Linked DNA regions of Zea mays: region 2 is linked to region 1. A link is a contact called in public Hi-C data. All regions are on one chromosome and are shown on one strand. The core of a region is the stretch at or near the end of the contact, and the rest is flanking DNA. Distances in the headings are between cores, read along the strand shown. Region 1 holds the start of LOC100282936 (RING-H2 finger protein ATL2C). Region 2 holds the start of LOC100279118.

Region 1 (5,115 bases), core at 1,351-3,850:
GAGCTCGCACATTAACCACCGTTTGGTTCAAAAGCGGGAATAATTAAGAAAGCGAGATGCCGAGATCCATATCTGCGCACTGGAGTAGTACGAAGCGCATTAACTGCCTGTTTGGAACAGCCTGTGACCTGAAGGACTCCACCGTTTCCGTTGGTATTAGTGCTCTAATGGAAGAACAGCTCACCGGCGTTCAAATCCTTCGCTTGAGGTGATTGTCACTGGTTGAGCGATTGGACCAGTTCTCCTACTGAACGACCCCATTCCCATCGCACGCATTTGAATCACCAGTGTGTTCTACTTGCACTACATTTGAATTATTTGATCCAGGAAAAAAAAGAGAAGAAATCCAGGACCCTGCGTATCAAAATGTATATACTCGACTAGAGCAGTCAGAGGAGCAGAGGAGAGAATCTTTTGTTGATAGCCGAACCCTCCTTTACAGGTCAGGTTAAGATGCATGCCACCTTCCTAAACTCGACTCCACGCCCGCGTTGCCGCTTCTGAAAAGGAGAAAGCCACCCTGCCAGAATTCCAATTACAAGCAGGAGCAAACAAAGGAGCACGCCATGGCGCACTGGTGGCCGGTGCGCGCAGCACGCAGCGCTCACATGCCCGTCACCGCGAGGCGCGAGCCAGCGAACCAGCAGGGCAGGCGGCGATCCAACCAAACCGCCTTTCTCCATGCGCGCAGAGCAGGCAACACGGACTCCCATCGCGATCCTCTTTCAGAAGCTGTTTCAGACTGTTGGTTTCTGAATCTCTGAGCAGCAACGCCCACTAGCTGTTTCAGAAGCTGTTGTTAGTTGCGGTTTAGGACCTGCAGATGTTCGTCATTTGTCCAGTTCACCGCTGCTCGCCATTGCCACTTGTTTTCAAACGAAGCAGGAAGAAAGAAAGAATTTTTCAGAGCTTTCGGGTTCTGCAAATCTCTAGCTATTGCAACCGCTACTCGCTACTACCAATCTGCCGAAAGAGCACAAAAGAATTTCTCTGCTTTCTTTTTTTTAATCTTCGAGCAACCGTGCGCTGCTGATCACGAACAGCTCCCGACTCGGCTCTGCTGCCGGCCTCCGACGACCCAGAGCAGGGTCCTCCGCGCGAAGGACGGCCTCTCCTCCGCCAGCGACGACACGCTGCCGCAGCTCCCGGCCTCCACGTCCCACTCAGCCTCGCTCCCGCTCCTCCTGTCCTTGCCTTCTCCCTCGTCCCTGCCGCTCACCGGCCACCGGAACGACACGGCGCGCCTCTCGCCGGCGGGATCCTTCTTGGTCGGCGGCACCATCCAGGTCTTCGACACGGAGAAGCTGTCCTTGGCGAGCTTCGCCATGGTCGCGTCGGCCTGCTGCTGCTGCTTGTGCGCCGTTGCTGGGAATGGCAGGCGGAGCGAGGTCTCCCCGCGCTTGGACGCGCCGAACTCGCACTCCGACATGGCGCCGCGGCGGCGCGACTTGGAGGCCGCGGGCTTCTTCTTGGGCGGCTTGATCGCCACGCGGAGCGAGGCGTGGTCGTCCATGACGTACTCGTAGGACCCCATGGAGTGGCACCGTCTCTGCCCGAGACCGAGACCTTCCTTGGCACTGGCGTCGACGTCGACGTCGCCGTCGCCGCTGGTGCCTGCTCCGTCCGCCGCCTTGGCGTTGGCGTTGGCGGTGCTGCCTTCGACGCACATGAACTTCCCCAGCTTCACCTCGACCACCTCGTCCGCTCCTTGGTCCCGCGGCAGCGTGGCCCCGGGCCCGGCGCTGGGCTCGGCGTCGGTGGCCCGAGCAGCGGACGCGGCCATGTCGCGGGCGCTCTCGGACTCGAGCACCATCACGACGGGGCTGCACGTGGGCGAGAGGTCGGCGAGGAGGCTCCGGCGGCAGAGCGGGCAGGTGGAGTGGGACAGCAGCCACGTGTCGATGCACTCGAGGTGGAACGCGTGGCTGCACTTGGGCAGCAGGCGGAGCTGGTCGTCGGGCGCGAACTCGCACAGGCACACGGCGCAGTCGAACGGGTCCTTGCCGCCCGGCGCGGCCCCGACGACGTTGCGGTAGAGGAAGACCGGGAGCGCGTCGATGAAGGCCTGGTCCACGCCGGCGTCGTGCAGGTGGAAGAGCTGCTGCAGCTGGCCCTGGAACGCCGTGACGCTGTCCGCGTCCTCCCGCGCGCGGCGGCGCCGGCGCCGCAGCCGCAGCAGGTGGCGCACCAGCAGGTGCAGCAGGCCGCAGACGAAGAAGACGATCGCCAGGATGGCCACGACGAAGACGATGCTGGGGCTTATCTTGGCCTCCACGTTGTCGAGCGCCGACGCAGCGGGCGCCGGTGGCGGCGGCGGCGGAGGCATCGGCAACGAAGAATTGGCGCCGCTCATTAATTAACCCTATGTATATACAGCCTGGATCAACCAGTCAGTCGCACAGCTCGCCAAGGTGAAAGAAGATCACAGGGGAGACGCTTCGCATTTGCTTGACGGCAAATCGGAACGATGGAACGGGAAGGAATGAAATCCTTCCTTTTGGGGGAACAAACAAAGGCTACGATTTGGGGAAGGATCTTGGCATGGCCATCGTGGAGGAGGAAGAGGAGGAGGTGTCCTCGAATTCTTGGACCTTTTTTCGGTGGTCGGGGGCAGGTGGTGGTGTGGTGGAGTGGATGGCGACGCAACAAAAGAAAGAGCACTAGTGGACTAGTCCTGGCTCTCCAAGTACTTGCAGTTGCTGTGCAGGTTGGAAGGGGAGAGGGAAGGGAAGCTTTGTGTGAGAAGCCACAGCGGGGGATACAATTAGGACTAGAGATTGGCAGCGTTTAGGTGTGGTGTGGGTTAGCAGCGGAGCGCCGCCCTGACCTGTGACCTGCGCGAGTGTGGGCCACTCTGCTGAGGTCAGACGAAACAAACAATTCGTGCTGATGTTCGTTGATGTGTTGAGAATTGAGATCGACTCCCCCTCCTACCTTTTTTTTTAATTAGGGTTGGGAAGGGGGCCTGGTTTGGTTTTGTCGGTGTTTTTACCTTCTTGTTTTCTGCTGGTTCTCCTCTTTCCTTGGTGTTGATGGATCCGGACCCTAGTATAGTAGATAGTTTAAGAGGCTTGTTATCATATAACCGCGTTGACTTTGCAGAGTTAGAAGAAAAAAAGAGATGACGTGGTCGATTCTCGCTGAGCGCAGTGTACGTGCACCGTGCGCTAGATACGGCGGCCTCCCTCCCTCTCGCTGCTAGCGTAGCGTAGCCGTGTTCGTGCGTAGCACCTCTCCTGCACTGCACCTGTTTGGGTCGCGTCGCATTGACCGGCAACCGCTACCGGTGCTGTGCAGCGTTGGGTTGGGACGGCATGGAGTCACGAGGCCGGGGGGCACAGAGCGGCGATCCGTTCCTGCCGTCGTGACGATCCACCACCTATCTATCCATCGACCGTTTCGAACGGCACGCAAGCTGCCGGATCTGCAAGAAATGCAGGCGGACACGTGGGCCAGGGCCGGTCTGGTTGGCACGGAGAGCAGCACGCCTGTGAAATTTCCATGGCAGCTTCTGTGATGTCCTCGCTCTGGGAATGAGATCAGGGAGGGGTCCCCTAGGCGAGCAGGGATCGAAGATAGAGATAGGGGTGGGCATAGTTAACCACCAGGGGCCATATAAAACAAAGATGCCCCCAAAAGTTACTGGAATTCTTCTTTTCTTTTTATAACCGAGTTCTAAAGCTCAACAGTGGCCCAGCAGTTGTTGCCAACTCGAGCTCATTTAACACAGCGGTAGCACACCGAGGGCAGAAATCATCATAAGTTTAGACATTGTGAACGAGAAACCATTATTCATCACAATGCAACTTTTTCGTACCTGTTGTTCAGATAATAATAAAACACGAGGCAAATTTATTCGCAATAGTGCGCTTCTCTCCCGTCTCTGGATCCTCTGTGCAAGCCCTAGCCACTCTAGCTCGCTCACTATTCATCATCGTCGTCGCAGCTGCAGTGTCTCTCGTCAATCATCATCTCTGTCCATATCCGATCCGTCACCCGTTAGAGAACAGCAGTAGTTAACGTCGTCTGCGGCTAGCGCCAAGGAGGCTAGTGGATCGATCTGACGGACCTGCTCTGCCGTCCGTGAGTCTCGATGGAGCGGAGGGCGTTTCACGGACCGGATCGTCCGCCGGAGCTGCTGGGGCGCATATCGTCGTCGATCGTCCGCCCTCTTCGCTTGTCATCTTCCCGTCCGACCTCCCGTAGAGCACGGTTTACAAAGGGAGCGGAGGAGGGAGCCGATGGTCCCCAATCCCTAGGCGCGGCTTTCAGATCCGCATGCTTCTTTTTTGCACCGGTGGGTGGACTTGACCACCGGCTGACGGGCGACGGTGATTTGCTCAGGATTTTACTGCTACCACTGTACTGCTCAGTGATTTGACTTGGCCAGATTCCAGAAACCTTTTTGCCGCGTCAGGCCCCAAAAGCGTCCATCAATCCCCTGCTCGTGCAGCAAGAGAAGACACGCGCAAGCGGAGCGGAGCCAACCTCCTGCTCTCTGCCTCGTGATACTCTCTGCTGGGTGCTGGGTGCTGGCTGGCTGGACAGAGGCCCAAAGCTTGCGGCGAGCCAGCCAACTGTGCCGCCGCGGGTCAAAGCTTGGACAGGTTCAGAAAGGGAAAACGAAGATCGCAGAAAAGTTACAGCGCCACAGCACCGATACGTAGAGCCGTCGAGTAAAAAAAAGCGCACAACAGCTCCGCCGACCGGACTCCAGCTGAGCTGGCGCACAGTCGCAGTCGCAGCCAAGTTTAGCTCTAAAATCGTGCCGCCACCTGGAATGCAAGTGCAAGTGCAAGAGCCATGGCCATGCAGAGTACGGAGGTCAGCTCTCTTCTATGCTCCGTGCTCGCTCGGACTCGGATTATGGGGCGGGTGGGTGTTTGACATCGGAGATGCCACACCCTGCAAAGATGGGGCCGACGGCCTGGAACCGAGGCCATCGATCCGCTCCTCCATTCACCTTCCAAAGTCTTCTGTTCTTGCCTCGGGTTCACGGCCACCCCCGTGCCCGTCCATGGGGTCTCGTCTCGGGGGCCGGCCCGGGAGCCCTGCTCGCTGCGCTGCGTGTGTAGCGCCCCGCGCATCCACCTTAATTGTCGCTGCTGATGACGA
Region 2 (5,136 bases), core at 2,104-4,603, 230 kb after region 1:
CCTCTTGATGTCTGCAGTGACAACATTGTGAATAACATGATGATTAGCTGGATCCAAAGCATCAGTTACAGATCCAGGAATCACTGAGCTGAACAATGTATTTGCTTGTCTCCTGAAAAAAAGTGGGTGTGATCAAATCAAATCATGTCTGTAAATAATGGCTCGCAAATCATAGCTAGCATTTGCTGGATATGAACCTTGCGTTCCTGGAAGCATCAAGGAAAAACATGTGCAAAGATCCTGATGAACTTGTGGCAACAAGAACGTCAGGCAGATCAACAGAGGGACTAAATGCCAGTGAATAGATTGTCGATGGGTATGTTCCTCGCCGAAAGCTATGTGACTGTTGAAGGGAAAAACACAAAAAGACATAAGATGAATTGTAGAGAGCTCAAAGCCAAATTGGTTCTGAAGGAGAAAGGTATAGTTTCACCTTGGTTGCTTGTGCAACAAGATGCACCCTAATCATGGTACCCTTTTCAGAAGCCGTTGCCAGGTACATGCCGTTCAAAGAAAAAACCATTGCAGCTAACGGAGCCAGATGAGCATCTATCTGTCAGTCAATTACACAAAACAGTGAGAAAACTTCGAATGAAGAATGTTATGGTGGGGAATGTATATGAACGGAGGGGGAAGAGAACCCGTGGCTAGGCTCAGGACTGGAACACGCTAGGCACCCAGTCTATTAGAGGGTTCCGGCCCTTTTTGGAGAATCTAGTTTGGATTAGATTGGATTGAGTTGAGTTTGTCAGGATTGTGGATATAAAATCCTAACATTCAGTTATTATTAAGACTCTATTATTAATAATAAGCTAGAGATTGAGTTAACCACTCATGCTCCCCGATTTCCTAACTCTCGGTGTCAGCTTCAGGACGGCGCCTCCAACTCACCACAGACCCACCTCCTTCTCATACAATCTACGCCGCAACCCAAACTCCAGAAATCAACAATTAACTTCACACTGGAGGACTTCTTAATGAAGGAATTGGATATGAGCATATAATTGGGATGCTGAGAATGTAAGCTTATATCTGGATGTCTCAACTCTCAACCATCCAAATCAAAGAGTTTTTGTTTAGAAGAAAGTATGCACCTCTCCTGCTACTTTGAGGACAAAAGGAAAAAGAAAATGACCAACTATTGGCAAGATTAAACATTGAAAGGTGACTGAGATGTGTATTGCAAGTATTGCATACCATAATAACCATGAAAAAGAGTCAAATAAAGCTTCAGACCATTTTACTAGCTTCACAAATAGATAAGCTCATTGCTCGACATCATTTGCACAGTCATTGGCTTTTTTCTATTGTTTGAAAGTAGAGCAAGGAATCTTAAATAATCATTGAACTCTCTAATAGCTTTCCAAAGCCATGTCAACCAAGATACAAGTCTAGAGAATAAAGTAGTTGTCTTTACCAAGCTGCATGTGGGAAAATCACAATAGGCCAATAGGGAAGGATCTAAACCTGTTGGAGTCAATACAAGTATTACACAGGGAACAACAAATTACCTGGCATATTAATTCCGGTTTTGATGCTTTGTATACTAAAGCAGATCCTTTGGATGTGCTTGCTGGGAGAGCCAAATAACACTCTTCAGAATTAGGAGCAAATGCGCATAGACCTAATTTAAATTGTTACAATATTATCAGCAAGTATGGCAAGCAAAAACAACACAATAGTGCTTTTGATATTAGCAGGAGGATCCTTACCTTTTGTATTGGGTACCGTTTCAATTTCGTCCAATATAGTAGTGCTATTTAGATCATAAACAAAAGTCCTATCCTGCAATACAACAACAAGCCTGCACATAATGTGGTTACTACTCTATTCAAAAGAACACATCAACACATCAACTAAAGTGAGCACTACAGCACAATATTTGTGGATCCTGACTGGGACTAGATTGCATGCATCAATTAACAAAACATAAGTATAAGCCACAACAGAAACTGACATATCAAGTGCACATGTGATTTTGATGCACCTGATGCACATATTAAATCGTGACCATCCATTTTAGATCCAACGTCCTCCCACACATACCCCTTCGTGCACGGAGTAGAGGGGAAGTGATGGAGGATGTTCTTTGCAAAATATATAGGACAACAAAGGAGGTGTGGAAAAACGTTAGATCTAAGATTGATAGTCGTGGATAATATGTGCACCAAAGGCTCATATGCACCTGATATGTTCCCTAAATATATTGAAGTAGTAGCTAACCTCTTCCTACTTAACCGAACAGCCAAAATTGAAGTCTTAAAGTTCAGATCTCTCTTTGATGCTCCTGTTTTGGTATTGAACAGGCACAAACGACGAGGAGACATTGCAGGCTGCAACAAAGGGAAGAATTTGAGCTCACGACAATCAACAAATTAACTCGACTAACCTATGCAAGTTCAACAAGTCAGGGGCAATCAATCTACATAATGAGGTACCTGTTCACCGGTTCCGACAATGGCAAGTAGGTTTGTGCCAAATAGCATTTCCACAATGTTGAATCCCCCAAGACCTGCAAACATGCAGAGGTTCATAAAGCCTATGCATCTTATAGTAGAAGTACTATTACAGAATAGCTTTCTCCACAGTAGGATGACCACTTTCTTTGTTTTCGAGAACAGTAGAATGACAATTGTCGCCCTTTCAGAAACAAATTGTAAGCGTTGTTTCACTTGATCCTGCTAGACCCTAATGTATTATCGTTTCAGAATTCCAAAACGCTATTTATATCCCATATACTCTCGTAACAACGTAGTGCTGATTTTATTGTTGCATACACCCTAATTGGATATTTCCACAAGATCTAAAAAGAACCTCTGAAGAAAAATCTCACTCTTTTCGTAGCAGAGCCTCCCATTACGAGCGTCAAAGATCTTGAACCCATCCTTGGTCCCGACAGAAAACATGCTGCAATAATCAAACACCGAGAAACTAGAATCAACGCTCCTCCCGCTCCTAATTCACCATCCCCGCCACCGTAACAACCAGTCACCACGGGACAGATACTCTCAGCGCACGCACCTGTTGTCCTGATTGAAGGAGGCGCAGATGACCTGTGACGGAGACGAGCTGCTCGCCATCGCCGGCGCGGTGAGAATCGGGCCCTCTCGCCGGCGCACCCGCTCGTCTCTGTAACCAAATTATTCGGTGTCGCCTGACTGCTTGGGGCCGCGGGCGTACCGTAGGTGGGTGCCGTCGAAGCAAAGCTAGGGTTCGGCGCTGACAAGCAAATCGATCCCAAGTTCGGAAGGACCTCCACGCCACGCAAGTCCGATACCACCAGACGTCGGGAGGACGAGGACGACGACGACGATGACTACGCGAGTAGGGAGGTGAGGTCCTGTATGGAATCGTGTTCGTTTATTTCCCGGGGGCCGGGGCAAAAAAGACGGCAATGGATTGTTGGACTTGACATGACATGTGCGTGGGTCCAACCCGGCCTGGCTTTTGGGCCAGCGCGGCCCGACATAGTGAGGCCCAAAATTTTAAAAAGCACAGTTGCAGGCCCACGGAACCAGTGGTTATGAATAAGGAAACAAAGATAGTAAATTTTACCTCCTTAAATTGTCACCGTATCCAATATCCAAATTCAGGTACTCTATTCCTATAAAGCACCAATTTATGCTCTTTTCATCTATCGTCTGTCATGCGCTCTGTTCCTCTCCCTCGTGTATCGTATCGCAGATAAAAGGTTACATGCATTTCCATGCATGTGATCGGATAAGAACAAGAAAAAAAATGTTTACATGCATTTCCATGCAGCTAAAAGGTTACATGCATTTCCTTGGAGAAAGTATAATAAGACTAAATGCTGAGGCAGAGGAGAGAGAGAGGAGATGTTGGTCGTAAACTTTTAGTCATCTTTGACACAAGAACAAAGAAGATTTGTGAAGAGACAAGTGAAGTTCTGCATTAATATCGAAGAGCTAACTACTACATGAATAAGCTAAATGGTAGGCTGCAAAGGTGATTACAACTAGCAGTTGACTCTATTATTAAACTTCCTCTTAGGCGCAACAGTAGTTGGAAAGTTTTTTTTGTGCTGCCCAGATGCAAACTAAAATCCATGCATCCTCTCTCAACCTGGAAGGTGGGCCTAAAAAAGATGATCTACCATCCACCTGTCAGCTCAAGTTATTGGGTTTAGGAAACAGGGACCTACGTGGAGATGTGTGCTGGACGGGCGGGCCTCCCACCTGTCACGCCGCAGGCGGAACGGTGCGAAACGACGCACGCTTTTGCTGTGCGCCTGGCGGTCAGCGCGAGCGTGACTGCGTTTTCGTTTGCGTTAGACGACGATCATCGCTGGAAATTTGGTATTCTCTCACGTTGAAGGAAAATGGATTGGAGGGAGTATGTAGATAAATTTTCAAAGCGTTAGACGGCTGTCTTTGCTGGAAATTTGGTATTCTCTCACGTTGAAGATAAAGTTTTTTGTTGTATATTGTGATTTTAATTTGAAATCAAGCTTGGTCAAACCGTGGCCGAAATTTGGCCTGGCCACTAATGGCCATGAACCAAGCGTAGTTTGCCGATTACCCCGTCCCGACGGTACGACTTTCTCTAATCGCTCGGTCTACTGCTACTTACTGTCCCTGCAACCTGCATCTGATGACTCCAGGCCGGCCCAACACCAGCAGCGACCGCGACCAGGCTCCTCCTCCTCCTCCAGCCACGGGCAAGAGGCCGCGCGCATGCTCGCTCCTGTTCCCGGTAATCCGGCCCAGTACCTTGGTACCGCACCCAGTGCCGGTCCTGACATTTTAGAGGCCCAGGACAAGATTTATAAAAGAGGCCTTTTATAATAATTATTATTACACATAAATATAATATGTATATATACACATATATATATTGTCGATAAAATATTTATATATATATATCTGAAAAAGTTATTTATATTAAATAAAAGTATTAAAATATAGCCTAATATCTCACAGAAAAATGTGACATATATGTTTTCTGATGACTCAAAAGAAGGTTACTTCGAACAACAATTAAATGGATGCAATGTATTGTCAGATCAACCGATCGCTTGTCTATCTACAACTGTGCGAGAGATAGAGATGAAACGTCAAACATAGTTGTCTCGAAATCAAGATTGATAGGTTATGCATAACTTTACTTGCTTGTTGT

The links. A called contact is a pair of places that touch in the nucleus more often than the background predicts.
Region 2: a contact with region 1 is called in a Hi-C map of leaf, with 7 times the contacts expected there. The contact joins the promoter of LOC100279118 here to the promoter of LOC100282936 in region 1. A contact is called at or near these places in 2 of 25 Hi-C or Micro-C datasets (leaf and tassel).

The regions. Positions count from the first base shown.
Region 1 is chr5:221,445,551-221,450,665 of Zm-B73-REFERENCE-NAM-5.0, forward strand. LOC100282936 (RING-H2 finger protein ATL2C) reads right to left here and starts at 2,601. Exons shown (of 1, transcript NM_001155841.2): 1 at 892-2,601. The coding sequence starts at 2,353. The coding sequence ends at 1,034.
Region 2 is chr5:221,670,032-221,675,167 of Zm-B73-REFERENCE-NAM-5.0, forward strand. LOC100279118 reads right to left here and starts at 3,354. Exons shown (of 11, transcript NM_001152159.1): 1 at 3,022-3,354; 2 at 2,834-2,907; 3 at 2,439-2,512; 4 at 2,224-2,333; 5 at 1,713-1,804; 6 at 1,512-1,624; 7 at 434-553; 8 at 198-343; 9 at 2-112. The coding sequence starts at 3,080.